2 separate regions of the Sus scrofa genome follow, and region 1 is linked to region 2. The links are chromatin contacts, called in public HiChIP or PLAC-seq maps. All regions are on one chromosome and are shown on one strand. Each heading gives the region's core, a stretch centred on a gene start, on an enhancer-like site or on the middle of the called end of the contact. The rest is flanking DNA. Distances are from core to core; before and after follow the strand shown.

Evidence for each region. HiChIP or PLAC-seq counts read pairs in DNA pulled down with a chosen protein or histone mark.
Region 1: a contact with region 2 is called in an H3K27ac HiChIP or PLAC-seq map of alveolar macrophages. The contact joins the promoter of JUND here to the promoter of KXD1 in region 2. A contact is called at or near these places in 1 of 5 promoter capture datasets (fetal liver), 1 of 47 Hi-C or Micro-C datasets (embryonic fibroblasts) and 1 of 2 datasets of contacts at active chromatin or transcription factors (alveolar macrophages).

Annotation. Positions count from the first base shown.
Region 1 is chr2:59,529,691-59,532,390 of Sscrofa11.1, forward strand. JUND (transcription factor jun-D) reads left to right here and starts at 1,301. Exons shown (of 2, transcript XM_021083521.1): 1 at 1,301-2,141; 2 at 2,144-2,700. The coding sequence starts at 1,464. The coding sequence ends at 2,506.
Region 2 is chr2:59,249,517-59,252,216 of Sscrofa11.1, forward strand. It overlaps KXD1 (kxDL motif-containing protein 1), which reads right to left and starts at 1,377. Exons shown (of 5, transcript XM_013991423.2): 1 at 1,280-1,377. The coding sequence starts at 1,282.

The DNA of each region.
Region 1 (2,700 bases), core at 51-2,550, 280 kb after region 2:
GGGACTTATGGTCCATCCCATCATTGTGGATGGTTGCCAGGATATAATGGAAACAAGGTGAGTGTGAGGGGCCTAAGGACAAGTGTTGGCACTGGGGGAAGGCAGCATCAGGCTGAGGGCACAGCACCTGTCAAGGCCCCGAGGTAGCAATGAATTGGGAAGACAAAGCTCAAAGAAGGTGAGGGTGAAAGGTTAGAGAACACCACAAGAAAGGTGTGGGGCCCCCTCCCGATGGACTAGGCTCCATCCTCAGTGTGGTAGGAACCATGGAGGGGTTGTATGCAGGGACTGTAGGTCAGACCCAGAAGTCCCAAGGTGGGAAGAGTCTCTCCCACCTCCCTCACATTCCGTTCCCAGCCAGCCTTTTCGAGGCCAATTAAGCCTGACCTGACAATCATGGTAATAAATACGGACTGGGATTCCTGCCTTAATAGCTCAGTCCGGGAGCCAAGGGCCAAGGGTTGGGGGGTGAGGAGTGGGACCCAGGTAGGGGGCTGTCCAGGGTCATGGACGCCAGGGTTCTGCCAGATGTATAAGAGCTCAGGCCTGGTCCCGGAGACAGGTCACTCCACCTCGCCGAGCCTCAATTTCCCATCTGTAAAGTCAGGAAGTCAGACTCCACGATTCAGTCCCACCCAGTGAAAAGTATTGAGATCAAAAAGGTTCCAGCAACTTCTGGCCTCCTCTCCGCTTCCCGGCCTTTCTGAAGCAAACACACCACTTGGGACTGGGCTGGGGGGTGGAGGTGAGGTGGACAGACTAGACCCACACCCTGGCGAGCCACGCTTCAGCTCCCTCAGGTCTTCAACCCCACGGAGCGTAGCTACAGGCGCGCTAAGGGAAGCCCAGCCGGCGTAGTGGAGCTGGAGGCGCCAGGGAGTTATTTATCCATCCGGGGCCCCATCCCCCTTCTGTCCCCGGAGCCAGTACCGCCTCCGCCCGCCCGGGGCCCCACGCGCGGACGCGGGGCGGGGCTTCGGGCGGGCGGGCGCCTGGTGGCCGGGCCCATCACGCCACCCGGGACGTGCCTTGGCGGGAGGCGGTGCTGGGGGCCTGGGTCTTACTCTGGCTCCTGGGGCGGAGTGACCGGGCCGACGCGCGGCCCGCCCCCATGACGTCAACCCACAAGGCAGCGCGCTGTTGTGCCGTTTACCGCGCGTCACCTGGACGACTGCAGTCGGTGGGGGTTGAAGAGGCCGTCAGTGGCTTGGCCCCGCCCCTCCATGCAAATGAGCGACGTCACCCGCGTCCAATGGCGAGCAGGGACAGTGAGCTCATCGTACCCGGCCGAGGCTATAAGGGGGCGCGCGCGTTGCGCGACTCGGGAGCCGCCGCCAGCAGAGGGCTGGGCGCAGCGGCCGCGGCCTGGGCGGGCGCAGGGCCGAGCGGACGGGGGGGCGAGGGCCCCCCGGGCGGCCGCGGCCACTCCCCCCCCCGGGTCGGCGCGGCGGGGGAGGCGGAGGATGGAAACACCCTTCTACGGCGATGAGGCGCTGAGCGGCCTGGGCGGCGGCAGTGGCAGTGGCGGCGGTGGCAGCTTCGCGTCCCCGGGTCGCCTGTTCCCCGGGGCGCCCCCGACGGCAGCCGCCGGCAGCATGATGAAGAAGGACGCGTTGACGCTGAGCTTGAGCGAGCAGGTGGCAGCGGCGCTCAAGCCCGCGGCCGCACCGCCCCCGGCCCCTCTGCGCACCGACGGCGCCCAGGGTGCGGCGCCCCCCGACAGCCTGCTCCCTTCGCCCGACCTGGGGCTGCTCAAGCTCGCTTCGCCCGAGCTCGAACGTCTCATCATCCAGTCCAACGGGCTGGTCACCACCACGCCGACGAGCACGCAGTTTCTCTACCCCAAGGTGGCGGCAAGCGAGGAGCAGGAGTTCGCCGAGGGCTTCGTCAAGGCCCTGGAGGACTTGCACAAGCAAAACCAGCTGGGCGCGGGCGCGGCCTCCGCTGCCGCCGCCGCCGGAGGACCCTCAGGCACGGCTGCAGGCGCCGCACCTCCCAGCGAGCTGGCCCCAGCGGCGGCCACGCCCGAGGCGCCCGTCTACGCGAACCTGAGCAGCTACGCGGGAGGGACTGGGGGTTCGGGGGGAGCTGCGACGGTCGCCTTCGCCGCTGAACCCGTGCCCTTTCCGCCGCCGCCGCCGCCCCAGGCGCGCTGGGGCCGCCACGCCTGGCCGCACTCAAGGATGAGCCGCAGACGGTGCCCGACGTGCCGAGCTTCGGCGAGAGCCCGCCGCTGTCGCCCATCGACATGGACACTCAGGAGCGCATTAAGGCGGAGCGCAAGCGGCTGCGCAACCGCATCGCTGCCTCCAAGTGCCGCAAGCGCAAGCTGGAGCGTATCTCGCGCCTCGAGGAGAAAGTGAAGACGCTCAAGAGCCAGAACACGGAGCTGGCGTCCACGGCGAGCCTGCTGCGCGAGCAGGTGGCGCAACTCAAGCAGAAGGTCCTCAGCCACGTCAACAGCGGCTGCCAGCTGCTGCCCCAGCACCAGGTGCCGGCGTACTGAGCCCGCGCGCGGGGCGCATGCGCGGCCCCCTTCCAGAGAGGCGGGTTTGCGGGGGGGGGGCGTGGGCTCCCGGGACTTGGAGAGGGCGCGGCCCCGGGGACCCCCCCCCCCGAGGGTGCCAGGACTCGGAGAGGGCGCCTCAGACTCGACAAGCTGGACCCCCTGCTCCTGGGGGGGCGAGCGCATGACCCCCC
Region 2 (2,700 bases), core at 127-2,626:
TTCTGGAGATGAACTGCCACACCTGATGAAACCCCCCTCCCCCGCCCCCAATAATCACCATGTTTATTTTGTTCTGACTGTGTGCCAGGTATGGACGCTCACAGCCTCCACATTTCCAAAGATCATATATAAAGAGGATACTTGGGCTCTCAAAGGACAGAGGCATGTGGCAGGAACCCCACAACTAGGCCTGGAGGGCAAAACATTTGGACCCCGGGAAATGGTTCTGCTTCAAAGTAAGGCTCTTTCCTGTCTCTGGCTCCCAGATGTGAGGGCTGAGAGATTCAATGCATACTCCCTCACCAGCTGCTTCTCACGGGAAGCCTTCCCTGACTAAGTATCGGTCTGACCCATATACAGGGTGAAAAATGATCCAGTATAGGCACTAGTCCCAGCTCCAAATATATTTATGGGGGAAACACGCAGAGAGGGAGGCTCCGTGACCTTAGGAAAGTCACCTCACCTCCTGGGTCCTTCTCATCCAGAAGCTAGGAATAACAAAGAATCAGAATCTCACAACACTATCTTTGGGTAATGAAACCAATAGTGATGAGACAGTGGACTGGTAGCAGGCAGTTTCTCCGAGGGGAGTGTTAAGAAAACCTAGGACTGGGCCAAGAATCACTATTCTAATGAGGGTCTCCCCAGTGCTTCCAAGAATACAAACGAACACTTGTAAAACACTTCATTTAATCCCTAATCACCCCTGAGAGGCAGATAGACTGACACTATCATTTCCGAAGGCAACCAAGGCTAGAGAGGTGGGCTCAGTTGCCCAAGGTCACACACCTAGGCAGAGAGACGCCGCGACTCCACCTAGATCATTTAACAGAATTTAACTGGGCTACCCCAGCTCTGCAAAACCCCCCAGTGCGGCGGGGCTCACAAAGCCCCTCAAGCCCCGCCCCTGTGAAGCCGGGAAACTGAGGCCTAAGCAGGGAAAAGCCCGGTTCTGGGTGATATAGCACAGCTTCAACATAGACGCCCCCAACTCTGGCGCCCCGGATCCGGATCCAGCCCACGGCGCCGTCCGCGCGTCCACTGCGCAGCCGGGGAAACTGAGGCCTGTGCGCAGGGTGTCCAGATGTTGCCAGCGGCGCGCCCCACCCCGCGACAGCCCGGGGACTGCTCCCGCCCGGCCCAGCTGCCCAGAAGCCCCTGCGTCCCCAGCCCCACCCTGAACTCGGCCCCGGCGTCGGTGGCAGCAGCACCTGCACATCTGGCGGCCTTGCTCGCGCTTCCGGGATGGCGCCAGTGCCGCCTCAACGTCATCACGTACCATGAGTGCTAGCGCGCGTGTCCGCAACGTGCCCGGGGCCGACTTGCGTGCGTGGAGGCGCGGCAGGAAGAGGTGGGACTTAGACGCAGTTACTGTTTGCGGGGAGGGGGTTCATAACAAATAGCCAATCAAGCAGTCCCTCGCGCGCCTGCGTAGTTTCCAAAACCCTGCTCCTTGGCAGCCCGGAAGGGCGGGGGGAGGGGTGGAGAGAGAGGCTGAAAACACGCCCAGTTTTGTAAGTGGTAAGACAGAGATCCGAGAGTGGCGGGCATTCCCACAAGGGCATATAGTGCTCTAGTGGCCTGTGGTCGACCCAGACCCACGTGTTATGTTTTCCAGGCTGGGAATCAGACTCATTCCGCTTCAAAAATCCCTGCTCTGCTTTTGGTGACCTTTTTCTGGCCAGGCTAGGGGTCAAATCAGAGCTGCCGCTACCAGCCTATGCCACAGCCACAGCCAAGCAGGATCCGAGCCACATCTGCAACCTACACCACAGCTCATGGCTACACCGGATCCTTAACCCACTGAGCCATGCCGGGGATCAAACCTGCAACCTTGTGGTTCGTAGTCGGATTCTTTAACCACTGAGCCGCAACGGGAACTCCGGATTAATTATCCTTAGTTATTGAGGCCTTGTGATATGTGTTACATATTATATATCTTATTTTTCTGGTCCTCAGTTTAACTGTGAGTCCAGGTGAACACAGGATCTGCCTCTTAAGGTTACCAAGAGCTTGGGAGAAATACACATGCTCCTGGGCACACGGAAGTCTCTTTGAGAGCCCTGGAATTGGACATATCTGAGTTCAAATTCCAGTTCTATCAAATCCTGGTTGGGGGGGCCTGGTGCAAGTGGCTTAACTTTATGAGATCATGCAGGTAAATCTCTTGCAACAAAAGACTTGGTCCAATGCAAGCCCTCAATAAACTAGGGGTAAACTGTATTATCACTGCCATGCTCTCCTTCCTTCATTCATTGAATAGTTAATGATGACTAGGATTCTTATTTATAAGGCCAGGATTCCAGGATTTCTATATATTCTTATAGTTGAATCAATAGTTTTTGTTTTGTGGGTTTTTTTTCAGCTGCCCTGCAGCATACAGAGTTCCCAAGACAGGGATCAAATCCAATCTGCAGTTGCAACCCAAGCCATAGCTTTGGCAACACTGGATCCTTATCAAACCTGCATCCCAGAGCTCCCAAAACGCTGCTGATGCTGTGGTGCCACAGTGGGAACTTGAAACCAATAGTTTGTTTTGTTTTTTGTTTTTTTGGGTTGTTTTTTGTTTGTTTGTTTTTGCTTTTTAGGGCTGCACTTGCAGCATATGGAAGTTCCCAGGCTAGGGGTCCAATCAGAGCTACAGCTGCCAGCCTACACCACAGCCACAGCAACGTCAGATCCAAGCCGCATCTACAACTC